Regions from separate parts of the Mus musculus genome. Here regions 1 and 2 are each linked to region 3. A link is a contact called in public promoter capture Hi-C data. All regions are on one chromosome and are shown on one strand. The core of a region is the stretch at or near the end of the contact, and the rest is flanking DNA. Distances in the headings are between cores, read along the strand shown. Region 1 holds the start of 3300002P13Rik (RIKEN cDNA 3300002P13 gene). Region 2 holds the start of Prkcg (protein kinase C, gamma). Region 3 holds the start of Isoc2b (isochorismatase domain containing 2b).

What was found. Promoter capture Hi-C pulls out the DNA fragments that hold promoters and counts their contacts.
Region 1: a contact with region 3 is called in a promoter capture Hi-C map of hippocampal neurons, with 4 times the contacts expected there. The contact joins the promoter of 3300002P13Rik here to the promoter of Isoc2b in region 3. A contact is called at or near these places in 2 of 39 promoter capture datasets (hippocampal neurons and second pharyngeal arch cranial neural crest).
Region 2: a promoter capture Hi-C map of pre-B cells shows a contact between it and region 3, with 4 times the contacts expected there. The contact joins the promoter of Prkcg here to the promoter of Isoc2b in region 3. A contact is called at or near these places in 3 of 39 promoter capture datasets (hippocampal neurons, liver and pre-B cells) and 2 of 115 datasets of contacts at active chromatin or transcription factors (astrocytes and embryonic stem cells).

What each region holds. Positions count from the first base shown.
Region 1 is chr7:3,420,324-3,424,890 of GRCm38.p6, reverse strand. 3300002P13Rik (RIKEN cDNA 3300002P13 gene) reads left to right here and starts at 1,446. Exons shown (of 2, transcript NR_126426.1): 1 at 1,446-1,617; 2 at 2,307-3,226. It overlaps Cacng6 (calcium channel, voltage-dependent, gamma subunit 6), which reads right to left and starts at 229. Exons shown (of 4, transcript NM_133183.2): 1 at 1-229. The coding sequence starts at 229.
Region 2 is chr7:3,302,212-3,306,916 of GRCm38.p6, reverse strand. It overlaps Prkcg (protein kinase C, gamma), which reads right to left and starts at 3,385. Exons shown (of 18, transcript NM_011102.4): 1 at 2,958-3,385; 2 at 2,580-2,611; 3 at 1,491-1,573. The coding sequence starts at 3,127.
Region 3 is chr7:4,863,589-4,868,249 of GRCm38.p6, reverse strand. Isoc2b (isochorismatase domain containing 2b) reads left to right here and starts at 2,071. Exons shown (of 6, transcript NM_026158.2): 1 at 2,071-2,189.

The sequences.
Region 1 (4,567 bases), core at 197-2,696, 1.4 Mb after region 3:
CACAGACGGCGCTGCCATTGGTCTTGTATGTATTGAGTTCCACCCAGAACTCGGTGCCCACAGCCAGCACAGCCAGCGTAGCACCCACGATTGCCACCAGCAACCCCAGCTTGATCTTGCCCTCTCGCTCCGGAGTCAAGCCGAGATTCTGCTGTTCTTGGGCACGACGCCGGCCCACAGCTGTCCGGCGTCGGTCTTCCTCTTGCATGAAGAAGTTAGACCACATCATGATGATGGGATCCGCTGGAGCTCAGGCGAGCCTCAAGGAGTCAGAAAGACCTGTGCAGCGGGTCCTAAGGGGCAGGGGGCAGGGCCTAGACTTTCAAAGGAAGTAGTAGGCTCAGTGTCAACTAGATCGGGAATGAGAAAAAGCTGAGCCCCAAATGCAAGAGTGGAGGCCTTTGCCCCTGAGAAGAGAAACTAACTATATTTTTGGCCTAAGGATGCTACCAGGGCTTATGCACATGAACGTGGCACAGGTGAGGCCTAGAGAAAAAGCTAGGCTACTCTGAGGTTTACCTAGCCAATGAGAAAACTGAGGAGCCCAAGGGAAAACTTGCCCAGTTTCCAAAGGTTGCTGATGGGGTCTCCCGTAAGTCTCACAGTTTTCCCTTGAAAAGAGGGGAGCTGAGGTTTTTCGTGTGTTTGAGATATAGTTTAGATTTCTTCTGGCTCAGAATTTGAGAAAGGAGGAATCTCAGAACACTTTTGGGCTATACAAAAGTTAGAATTGGGATTTCACTGGTAAAGTTAGAAATCGCTCCAAGTCTGAGAGAGGCAAGTGGAAGCTCCAGTATTCACAGCAAATCTGGGACCCCACTGGAATTCGAGGGGGTATGGGCGAGCCAGGGACTACTCAAAAAAGAGCCCAGGTCTCCTACAGTGGCTGAGAATCACAATGAGGTCCAGAAAAAGAGGCTGGGGACTCTCTGTAGTCAGGACAGGGCTCAGACCAAGGCACTGTGGTCTACACTCTGGCTTAGAAAACCAAGGCAAAATACCCTGGGGGACACAGGAGTTGGAAAGGGACTCTCAGTCAGTCTGTCTGCAGTTACTCGGCTCCCCCTCCCCCGGGCTCCCAAGTCCTGCTCGGCCAGGATCGCTCCAAACTCAGCTCAGGGTCCCGCGCTCCCTTTGGACTTCCCACCCGGGTCTCCCGGGCACGGGTCCCTTGAGCTCTCCTGCCTCTGCGCCACGCCGGCCCCAGCTCCGCGATGCCTCCGAAGCGTCCAGCTTTGCTCGCCTCTACCCAGTCAGCTCTCCGGACCTGCTGCGCTCGCTCCCTGCCTCGCCCCATCCGCCCACCCCCTCACCCCACCGGCTATTTCAGGCTCGACCCGTAAATAACACTCGCACCTGTCGCAAGCGCCTGTTGCCATAGGGATCCGGGTATTTTAAGGGGACAAGGGGCGGGGGAGGGAGGCCTCTTGGAAGGAGGGGCTGGGGGCCGGGTCTTCAACAGAGCGAACGAAGGGAGATCTGTTTCCCCAAGGGTCCGGGACCAGGCTGCAAAGTCCAAAATCTGGATCTCAAAGAGCCAGTGAAGTCAGAGAACTTGTGTTTCTGTCCTGAGCAGTCCAGGCTGGAAGCTCCCTAGTTGGCTTGCAGGATTCTGAGGTCCAGAGGCTTGGAAGAAGTACTGGGGGTGGGGGCGGGGTGGACTCTTTGAGTCTGAAGGTTTGGAGGAGGTGGGCTTGGTCTGGATTCTTAAAGTCTGGGGGAGGAGAGGCAGGGTATGTAGTTTGAGGGTTTCAGGGAGAAGGGTTGAACTCATATGTATGTGGGAACAGAGCTTCAGTATAGGCTCCTGGTCTTGAGGGAGGAGGACTAAGGCCTGGACTGTGGGCCTGAGAGAGGCCTGGAACCTGACTCTTCAGTCTGGACAGGGGAGTGGGAATAGGGCTGGGATGGGGGGTGGGGGGCCTCCAGGTCTGAAGAAGGAGAGCTAGGGCTTGTATTCCTAGAGTTGTCTGAACCTATACTCCAAGACCTGGAAGAGGCCCCTATGGCCAGAATCCTCAGGGTCATTAGATCAGTTTCAGTGTTCAAGTCCTCAGTCCCCAAGAAAGTAGAAAAGACAGACTCTAGGGAATTAGGGTGCTGGGACACATGAAACAGAGCAACTGTCCTTATTGGATTTATTAGCCTGTGTGTCCCTGGGGGCCTTTTTTACAGCAGAGACCCAGACAGGGGACAGCCACGTGGCATGACAGCAGGGTCTGATTCTTAGCCCTCACTCCCTCTCTCAGCCCTTCTGTGGACCACCCAGGTGGGACCCACCTTTCACCAACTCCTTCCTTCCCCAGGTAGCTCCTCCAGTACATCAGCTGCTACGACCAGGTGCCTGGAACACAAGTGCCACCTCTGCTGGCCCCACTCTGGACTTTTTGGTTGGAATCAGTTCTGAAATGGCAGGGGACTGGCATCAGCCAGTCCTCAGAAGACATTCCTGAGCACTGAGTTGTCGTTACTGAATGAAGATAATGTCACTGGATTTGCTCAGGGCTCTCAAAGCAAGATACACAGTGTCATCAGCGGGCTCTGGAAGGTGGGCAGCGCTGCCTCATTGTGGAAGTCCTCCCGAGGCTCTCTTCCCTGTTTGCTATTGAGCTGTTCTCCCCTCTTCTGGCCCCTGGACCTCTCCATATTTCTCAATCCCATCTGCTTTAGTAGCTATGGAAATTCTGTGTGCATTTGCTGTCTTCTTGCCGATACGTTTTCCTTCTCTGTCACTTTCACTTTTCATTTTCAAATGAAAATAAAAGTATTTGTTTTGTGGGGTGTGGGGATCTAGGGGCATGTGTGTCGTGGTGCATATGTGGAGGTCAGAGCAACTGGCAGGGTCAGTTCTTTCCTTCTACCATGTGCGTCCCAGGGGGCGGATTGAACTCCGGTTGTCAAACTTGACAGCAAGTGCTATCTCACTGACCCTCTTTCAAGTTTTTGTTTTAAGAAAATGTCTCTTTCTGAAGCTCGGGCATGCCTTGAACTCTGGTGATCCCCCTGCCTCAGCCTCTTTAGTTCTGGGATTTTAGGCATGGGCCACTACACTCAGTTCTGTATCGTTTTCATACCAAAATGATAGCTGCTTGGATTCTGTCTCCCACTTCTTCCCACACACCACTCCCCCAATGCTGGATCAGGTTTCTGTCTCTGAAGCTGGACTGCAGTCACCTCTTCTTGCGCTGATCAGCCCTGTTCACATTAATAAAGCTTCTGGTCTTCCAGATCTCTTCCCAGCTCTCAGTAGCACTGGGCACATATGGCTGACTTCCTCCTCCTCCTTAAAACTTTATGTGCTTTCCAGCCTTCCTTGTGTGTGTGTGTGAGTGTGTGCTAGGGACTGAACCTAGGGCAAGTGCTCTAGCCCTGAGCCACACCCCAGCCCCTCACTGGGGGCTTCTAAGCAGGTACTATACACTGAGCCATACACCCCACCAACACTTCTTTTGCCCTGTGAGAGGGTCTGGCTTTCTGCCTACACCCAGGCCACTCCCTCTCATAGAGATGATTTAGAATTTTCCAAATTTCTGACCGGAGTCATAACTCTATCCACATCACCCTTCAAAGTTATCCCGTTCCGTGGCATTAAATGTCTTCTGAATGCTGATGTTACTAAAACTTGTATTTTCAACCCTGACCTCGTCACCACTCCCATCATCATTAACTGGTTACCTGATACCCTGACTTGGATTTCCAGAGGCATCACCAACTGGGCATGTCCAAAAAAGAACCCTTGATCCCTCCCTCCTAGCTAAAGTCTATTCAGTACACAACGGTGCAGCTTCAACTCAGATTCCTAGCTCTCATACAAGCTGTAAAATTCCATACCTCTAATGCTCATTCCCCCTTTGATTTTGTTTGTTTGTTTTTGATAAAGGGTCTCATGAGCTCCTGATCTTCTTGCCTCCATTTCCCTAATACTGTTTATAGACATGAGCTGCCATGCCTTTTATGCAGTGGTGGGATACAACCAGGGGTCTCCTGCATACTGGGAAAGTACTCTGCCCAGTGAGCTACATTCCTAGGTCCTCCAGTTTTGTTTTGGGAGACAGTCTCATGTAGCCAAGGATGTCCTTGAACTCCTGATCCTCTTGTCTCCATCTACAGACATTCACCACGCCCCACCCAACCCACTTTCACAGTAACAAGATTCTGGGGTTTTTTGTTTTGTTTTAAATAAAACTATGAACCCAGCATGCTTGTGCTTAAAGCTCTCCAGGTGTTTCCCGTCAGAGAGGGAAGAGATGGAAGACAGTACGATCCACCTATCACCACCCCGCCCCGCCCCCCAAGGCTCCAAGGGCCCCTCAGTCTTTGAGGTTTGTGTGTATCTTACTCATCCTTGTTCATACCTCTCATCTCAGCTTATTTTGAATGGCTTTGGCCTGTCACTGGTTACCTTGTTCTCTGTAGCTTTAGTAGTCGGTTGAGAAAGTCTCACCGTGCAGCCAGGGTGGCCTATTTCAGCTTATGGAGCTCTGGGGTCTTTGTGTATGCACCAGCACTCTTAACTCCTGCTTTTGTTTGTTTTTTTTGTTTTGTTTTCCCATGTTTTATTTATTTT
Region 2 (4,705 bases), core at 2,136-4,635, 1.6 Mb after region 3:
CTATACAGAGAAACCCTGTCTTGAAAAACTAAAAAAAAAAAAAAAAGTCTTTGCTCAGATGGGAACACAAGAAGAAGGAGGAGAAGAAAAAGAAGCGACCAATCTAATCTCATGAGCAATTATCCAGATTCAAGCCTACACTGGGTGTAAAAGAGCTGATGAGTATGTATGTAATCAGGACCTCATAAAACACAGATAGTGTCAGAGGCAAGCACGTGCACAGGCAGGCAATAAGCATATCCCAGGGCTGGTACTCAATTTGTGCTCTATGTATTCACACCCTGTATGCAAATTCTGTTTTCTTCAACAGACAATCTACCAGGTGCCTCCTGGGCCTTCTTTGAAACAGTGTCTCCATATTTAGCCTAGACTGGCCTCGAACTCACAGTGCTACTGCCTGAGCCTCCGTATTGCCACCTCCCTATGAATCTATGAATTGTATAGCTCTTTCTTTTCTTGTATCAAATTCTGGGAAGAAACAATCTCTGCTGAACTGCTAAGGTAAGATTGGAAATGTCTAGATTCATGCTACCTGGTTCAACAATGTAGCTGTTCAAATTTAAATCAATCTGAGGAAAACCAAGCTTAGATTTCTGTTCCTCAAAGCATCCCTGTTTCGTGCTGGCTGCATGCTGCTGATGGCAACCGTAGAAAGAGAACATCTCCCTTATCATGGGCAGTTCGTTCCACTGGTCACTGCTAGATTACAGATGCATTTTACAAGGAAGAATCGGAGGCTGGGTTTAAAGTGAAGGAGGAGAAAGGAATCAGTGTCCAGAATTGACTGCTCAACAGCCCCTGCTATGCAGAGGGAGGGGCAGGGTGAGGTGGTTGTGGATCTGAATGCATTCTTGCGCGTGAGTGCCTAGTGTCTGTTCACTGTGGGGTCTCTCTAAGCCTCCCTAAACATCTAACCATCTTCTATCTCTGCCACTTCCTTTTCCACACACACCCCGATTAAGATAGGTCTTATGTAGCTCAGGTTTGCCCAGAACTATCTATGCAGACAAAGCTGGCCTTCAATTCTAGATCCTTCTGCCTCCACCTCTCATGTGCTAGGATGTGCTAGGCTTGTGCTGTGACACCCAGCTTTGAATTTCTTTTCCTACACCTCTGTCCGGTGTGATCTCTCTCTGTCTCTGTCTATGTCTGTCTCTGTCTCTCTCTCTCTCTGCCCCCCACATTCTAATTTTCTTTAATTTCCTCTTCCCTGGATGTCAGTCTCATGAATCCAGTGATAACTTTTGGTCTCTTCAACCCCTGTGTCCCTTTCTGTCCCTCACCTATGTCCCCAGCCTCTCCCAGGCCCCTTCTCAGTCCCCCTTTTCAGGCCAAGGGCAAGGAATCTGGGCCAGACTGGGCTCTTTCTATCTCTCCAGCCCCCCTCCCCTCCCAGCCTTAAAAATAGCAAGAGAAATTGGGACGGACGCCGAGGGGGTGAGGGCGGGGACGTGGCCTGAGGAGGAAGAACCAGGTGTCTGGGCACTCACGTCCGTCTGGGGGCCCTTTCCAGCGCCTGGACACTCGAAGGTCACAAATTCGTGGCATCGGCGGTGAACCACAAAGCTACAGACTAAAGATGAGAATACAAGAGACACAGAGGGAGGGTGAGACAAGTGAGAGACCCCCAATAGATGAAAAATTAGAGACAGAAATTCCAGCTCAGAGAAAACCACCAACAGAGGAATTCCCACATAGAGAGTCCAATGAAGAGAAAATCAGAGGAGAGACCCAGACCAAGAGCTGTATGGAGACAGACAGACACAGAGGCACAGAGAGCAGGACCTAGAACCCCAAGAGACAGACTTGAAGAAAGACAAAAAGAGACAGAGAAACACAAAGTAACACAACCCCCCAATATGCTTGGGTGCGCACGCGCGCGCGCACACACACACACACACACACACACACAGAGAAAGTAGAAAGGAGAGAGAGAGAGAGAGAGAGAGAGAGAGAGAGAGAGAGAGAGAGAGAGAGAGAGAAAAGCAAGGAAAGAGGAAGACAGGTTTTGAAGAGAAAAAACAGAAATATCCTTAGACAAGGGAGACATAGAGAGCAGCAACTTGAACAGAAGTGAGTCTGGGGGTGCTGCTTCGGCCCGCCTCCCACCTTGAGTCACTCTGTTCTTAGCCAAGTGGCAGCTGGTGTTTTAGGATTCGCCCCCCTTGCCCGGCCCCCACCCGCCCATTAGTGACCCCACCCGGCCTGCCCCTGCTTTAGGATGAATGGTGTTGTCATGGCAACGGCAGTCTGGGGGGGGGCTCTGACTTTGCATCTCTGAACCCCTCCCCCCTTCAGCTCCCCTTTTCCAAATCTCCCTGTTCCCATGGAAACAGATTCTCCAAATATCTGTCCCCACCTGGAACCGGCCGAGGGAGGGGCCCCCAGCACCACCTCCGCGGTGGCCCTGCCATCAGAGTTTCCTCCCCACCACAGGCTGTGTGTCTCTGCCACACCCCCCCGCCCAGGGCTCCCCCGCGCCTCTCTGGGGACCACAGAACACGTGTGTCAGCCGCCTCAGCTGTGAGGCCCCAGCCTCCACCCTCAGGGGTCCCAGAAGTCCAGGTCCCAGCTCTTACCTTGACATTGCAGGCCCTGCTTTCCAATGCCCCTGGAAGAGTCAAGGATCTAAGGTCAGTGCAAAGAGGGGTACCCGGGCCCTCCCACCTTGCAAGACATAGGTTTGCAGTTTCCCAATTTCACCCAGATGTCTGAGTCCTAGTTGCCTTCTCCGAGAACCCAAAATTTCTAGTCCCAGCTCCCTTTCCCTTGGACCCTAGAATCCAGCCTGGCTCTTCCTCCCTCAGACCCAGGAACCCAGACTTCCACCCCCTGCCATTAAGCCCAGGAGTGGGAGCTGCAGCCCCTCTCTGCTCAGTCGCTTGGGGACCAGTGTGACATGACTGTTCCCAAGTCCCCTCCTTTTCCAGCCCTCTCCCCTAGCCCGCTTCCCTCACCAGATGAAGTCGGTACAGTGACTGCAGAAGGTTGGCTGCTTGAAGAAACGAGCGGTGAACTTGTGGCTCTTCACCTCGTGGACCACCTTCTGCCTCAGCGCCCCCTTTCTGCAAAACAGGGGTCGGGGTCCCCCCTCTGAGTCGCCTCCGCCAGGGCCCAGACCCGCCATGGCCCCAGGAACGCAGAAGGGATCACGAGCTGGCCCTTTTTCCGAGGAAACAGGTGGACGGCGGTAGGAGGACTCCGCAGACTCTGAGATAGGAAGGACAGGGGCAAGGCACCTAACGGTGCACAGCACACGGCAGAAAGCAACACCCCGGCACGGGCAGCACCGACCGGGGAGAAAGCGGGTGGGGTCAGAGCTGAAGGCTGGGGCATCAAGGAGCCGCAGGCACGGGCGGCGGCGGGAGCTTCGCTCTCAGCACCTGCTGAAATGTAGAAGTCGGGGGTGGGGGAAGGCGTTGCCATGACGACCAAGGGGCGGGGTTTCAGTTTAAAGCCCCCCCCCCCCGCCCGGGACAGATGCCCCTCCCTCCTCTCCACATGCACACTTCCATTCCGCAGGCTCTATGCAAGGAGGGGACGTCCTCCGAGCCTTGTCCACCCCCTTTCTCCCAGTCAGTCAGTCATCTTGGCCCCCACACCCATCTTCCTCCCCCACTCAGCCGCATGAGTAGGTTTTGTCAGGATCTAGAATCTGGGGTAGACCCGTGTGTCTCTGGGCATATTAATCTTTTAATCAAGAAACTTTGTCTTTAGTGCTGAGGACTTTCTGATAGACACGGAGGCTAGTGTCTCATTCCTCGTGATGCTTCAGGCTCTTTATCGCTCTTAGAGCCTCTGGGCTTGGTGCTATGCCTCCCTCTGGGTGTGTTTCTTTTCTCTCTGCCTTCTCACTCTTTTCTCTCTTTTCCTCTCTTCTTTCCTGTTTACTCTCTCCATTTCTCCCTCTCTGCTTCTCTCTTTTTCCTGCTCACGTCTCTCCTCATGCACCACATGGTGTACTGAAAATGTTTTCATTTCCATTGTCCTGCCTTTCCCGATCTTCGCTAATCTGTGTTCACCTTTGCTAGTTAAATTCAGCTAGTTAAATTCCCTAGTTAAATTCCCGATGTCCGTCACTCCCTGCTTCTGTATTTCTCCTTTCCTGTCGCTAGAAGGCGCTTTCTCTGAGTAGTTGCCTTTCCCTTCTGTCCTTTTCTCTGACCCATTCAGGGTTTTTCCTTTTGGCCCTGTGATCCTCTTTATCTCTGCGGTCCCCCCCCTGTTCCATGTGACTCTGGCTCTAGTGGTCTCTCCTTCTTTCCCTGTGACTGTCTCTGGGGGGATATTGACCCTTTTCGGTGTCTCCTTGGGACTGTCTTCGGGGGAATCTCGACTCTCCTCTTTGTCGTCTCTCCCTCCTTTGCCTCCCCGAGACTCCGTCTCTGGGATTCTCCCCACTCTGTCTATGGCTTTCCAGCCCTGGAGGTCTCTCCTTTATCCACGTCTCCCTGTAACTCTCCATCTCTGAGGGCCTGTCCCCTCCGTATCTCCCTATGACTATAGCAGAGTGTATTTCTTGACTCTGGATCTCCCTATGCTCTGTCTTGGGTGTCTCTCGTGTTTCCCTGTGACTCTCCACCTGAGTGGTTCTCCCAACTCAGTGTCACCCTGGGATTTCCTATGCACACGCCCAGGTCTCTCCTCCCCTGAGTTCTTCCCCAGGTCACGCCCCACGATGCGCCTTTCTTGAGGTTCCAGTCTT
Region 3 (4,661 bases), core at 822-3,321:
GAAGGGGGCCTGGGCTTGGTTTATTTATATTATACAGATTCTATTTTTGTACAGATTTGCATGGCACTGTGATTGAATTCGGAGCTTCATGCATGCTGGGCAAGTGCTCCACCATCTGAGTTATATCCACAGCTGTGCCAGGGACGGACTACAAGGGTGGGAACTCTGGAGGGGCTGCCTTTGGCTTTGGGGGTGAGGAGGGGAGAGCCTGTGTTATTTATGGGTTTCACAGGCTTTCCCACTTCCCACGGATCTCCTGAAATGCCAGGCACAGGTACCTCCCAGTTGTGCATTCTACGCTAGGCGAGAGCCACAGGCTCAGTGTCGGCACTAACGTACATGGTGTGAATAGCTGTTAAGGGAACTGAAGCCAGCACCTGCCAATTAACTTTATAGACTCTAACACAAGAGTGATGGCATTTGCCCTTTCTTTTCTCTTTTCTTTTTCTTTTTACCAACCCCTACCGCTACCCACACACCTGCCCTTGGTTTCACTATGTAGCTCTGGGGAGTCCTGGAACTCACTTTGTAGACTAGGCTGACATCCTAACTCACAAAGATCTGCCTGCATCTGCCTTCAGAGTGCTTGGATTAAAGGTATGTACCACCATGCCTGGTTCTTTTCTTCGTGTGTGTGTGTGTTTATAAAATTTTGGGTGTGTGTCTGCCCATGTGTCTGCTTACCACATGCATTCAGTGCCAAAGTGGCCAGAAGAAGGTGTCTGAGCCCCTGGAAGTAGAATTACAGGCGACTGTGAGCCTCCACCACTGTCTGGCTTGTTGTTTTTAATCTTTGTTCAGCTCATTTTGTTTTTGAGGCTCAGTTTCAGGATGCACTTGAGTTCACTGTTCTGGGGAGACCAACTTTGAACCTCTGCCGGTTGCCTTCCCAGTCCCATCCCATCCCCCATCTCTCCCACCCTCACCCCACCCCCATGCATACAGTGCTGGGCACTAAAGCGAAGGCTTTATTCATGCCAGGCAAGGACTCTGCCACCTGAGCTACAGTTCCAGCCTTATTTCTTTTTCTTTGTTCGACAGTGTCACACTCTGTGGCCCAGGCTAACCTGGAACTCTGTGTATATATATATCTCTCCCCCAAAAGATCCTCACCCACACTCAGCCTCCCAAGTGCTGGGTTTACAGTCCTCGTTAGCCACCATGCCTAGCCCTTTTCTCATAACTTCAAGGTGAAGAAATCCTCCTGTCTCCACTTCTGAGTACTTGGGGTCATGGGTATTAAGCCACCGTAATCAGCTTTTGTTTTCTTATTCATTGAACTCAAGGCCTCAGCTTCTAGAACGCTGGGATTACCGGCCCTGAGCCACCATACCAGGTTTATATATCTGGATGAAGTAATCCTCTCTCTCTTAACCCCCACTTCTAAGTACAGAGTCAGTTTTCTATATAGACCACCCAAGGAGACAAGTCCTGAATTCCTGGAGAAAAAGCTAACTGGCAAGCAGTGGGGGAAAATGTCTTACGAGGCTTGTTCTTTTGTTTTCTTAGTTTGACTTTCGGGTTTTCGAGACAGGACTTACTTCCGTGTTGTACTGGCTATTCTGGAATTCGCGTTGTAGAGTCAGAATTATGCCTGCCTCTGCCTCCTGAGTACTGGAACTAAACCATTAACTAAATCATCGGTTTATGATGATTACTGGAACTAAACATTTGCGCCACCATGCCCGGCTGTTGTTTTGGTTGACAGGGTCTCACCACGCAGTCCCGGCTAGTCTCGAACTGGCGATACTCGTGCTTCAGCCTTCCTAGAGCTAGGTTACAGAAAGCATCACCTCTCCCCGGTCGCCCCGGATGGAGTGGATGGTGCCATGAACCCTACACTAGCCAAGATTGAGCCTCTAGCTCTCTGGTCGTTCTTCACCCTCCTTCCGGGTTAGAAGCCGAGCTCTCAGCCAAGGCCCTCCCTCCGTGGATTTTCATTGGTCCTACCCTCTGTCTCTCCGCCTGCTCCAGTTTCTTCAGACCAATCGAATTAACAGGATGGAGTAGAACAGAGTGAGGCGAACGCCGATTGGTTGGCTCGGCGCGGGGGTGTAGACCCGCGGCTCTGACTACGTGTCTACAAAGGGCAAAAAGGAGGCCCAGTACGGGGTCAGTGGGAATCCAGCGGGGAAAAGGTCACGGGACTTCTTGGAAAAGGGGCCCGAACTCGAACCTGGGACCTTCGAGTAAGTCCGGTTCGTTACTTGCTGGCTGTTTGCAAACCCACCATCCCGTCATTCAGACCGGGAAACGGAAGCTTTGCAGGGTGTCGGGTTCGGGGGTTGGAATGGCATTCCATTTGGTCTCAGGATAGACCCGCGGGGAGAGTCCCCAACCCTCTCTAGAGACAAATTTTGCATCAACCCCGCCAGTGAGCTAACCCTGGAGAAAAAAAGAGACCCAGAGAGGAAGGGAAACTCACCCAGGGTCACACAGCCTGAAATTCCTGGTTCCAGGAGTTGTGGTCCCCGCTTCTCTCACAATTACGTGCTCCTCTGTATCGCTCTCCCTAAAGCATCGTGGATCCTCTCCCATCTGTGTCCCCAGTCCATCTCGATCAAATCTGGCGAACTGAGCCTGGCTGTCATGAAAGCCAGGCAAATCAAGTGCTCTCTACCACTGAACTCCATCCAGCCCCCTTGCTCATTTCCTTCACACTGTGCCTCCCAAAAATGGGTTCCCAAGCCAAGAACCCAGCCCTTGGGACATAAGCCTTAAAAACCTATGAGGGGAATAGAGAAGGGGGGGCGAGTAGACATGGCTCAGTGGCTAAGAACTCTGGTTTCTCTTGTAGAGGACCTGGGTTTGGTACTCAGCACCCAGACGGTGGTTTACAACCGTCTTTAAATCTAGTTTCAGGGGACCCGACTACCTCTTCCAGCCTCCACAGACACTACATGCATGTGGCTATGCAGTCTCAGGTCAAACACTCATATAATAAACCCAGTCCGGGCTGGAGAGATGGCTCAGCAGTTACGAGCAGTGGCTCCTCTTCCAGAATGGCTCACAACCATCTGTAATGGGATCTGCTGCCCTCTTCTGGCATGCAGGCATACATGTAGACAGAGCACTCATATACAGGGAATAGATAAATAAATATTTTTTTAAAATTAAAAGTAAATCTGATCAACACACACATTTGGGATCCAGAGAGAAATGACTCCTTCGCTTGTCTCTGACCTCCACATATGCCCCATGGCATGGATACCCTCTCCCATATAGAAACTAAATAAATAAATAGAAATTTTTAAGGAAAAAAAAATCTACATTTGCCATTCAGGGAGCACAGATGGGAGTTTGCCATACCGTTCTTGCGCTTTTCATTTCACTGGCGCACTTTTTATCTGTGTTGGAGACCTCCCTTGCAGGTTTGTTTGTTTGTGGGTTTTTGTTTGGTTTTTTTTTGTTTTTGTTTTGTTTTGTTTTTTAAATGTCTGTGTTGGAGACCTCCCTTGCAGTTGTTTTTGGCTACAAAGAATCCACAGTGAGAATTTGGCTGGCTGCAGTTTTTGTAATCCCAGCTACTCCTTCCGGAAGTTTCAGCAGGAGAATTGCTCGTTGAATTCCAGGTGCCCTTGGGCGATTTAGCAAGATTCTGTGGCAAACGGTGTTGAATCTGATCTCCAGTACTGCATGAATCACTTGTATGCTGATAAATTCTTGCACTAGGGTGTGGAGGCTAGAGGATCAGAAGTTCTAGGTCACCCCAAACCACAAAGTGGAAAACTTGAGAGAGAGAGAGAGAGGGAGAGGAAGAAAGAAGTATATGTATCTAATCACAGCTCAGTGACTCCATACCTAGAATCCCAGGATTTAAACAGCTCACACAGGAGGGTTGACGTGAGTCCCTGGCCAGCCTTGAGTCCATGAGAAGCTCTCTGCTCTACACAGTGGTTGAGAGTGGATATGATGCCATAGGTCATTAAACATTATTAGTGTCTGTTATGTAAGGCATTATGGGTCACCAGGTGGCCAGACTGCAAGTGTCTGTGGCCTAACTGGCTACATTTGGGAATTTGTGGCCCTTTATCACTAGAGCCCTGTCAAAGAGTCTTGTGATTAATAATAACCTGGTCCCTGTCAGATAAATACTTAGGGACAGATTTCTGGATCAGAGGGTTTGTGTCTCCGTCACTTTGAGGATGGTGACCATGCCTGTCAGGCTATGAGACGTTCTGAGCCTCTAGACTGGTCCCTCCGGAGCTCCCTGCTGCCTTCAGCAGATTGCTAGGTCTTTGTGATCCTCTGTGTGTCTCTCTAGCTCATCCACCCCTCAGAAATGTCTCGTGGTGCCTCCGTGTCCCTTGTGCTCAGAACCAGAAGATAGCCCCAGGAGTGGGAAGGAGCCCTCTGGGCACTGGGTGGATTGCTCAACGGGTTAGGTATTGGCCACTCAAGTCTGAGGAGTTAGGTTTGGTTCCTTGATACTCGTGTAAAGCTAGATACAGTAGCATGGAACTGTAATCCCAGTGGTCATACTGGGACATGGGAGATAGAAATGGGAGACTCCCCCAGAAGTGTCCTGGCCAGCTAGCTTGGCTTGTACAGCAGCAGAAAACAGGAAACTTTATCTCAGTGTGGAAGGTTACCGCCAACACATGAGGCTGGGCTCTGATCTCCACATGTGCTTTCATGTATATGCTCCCACTTACACACAC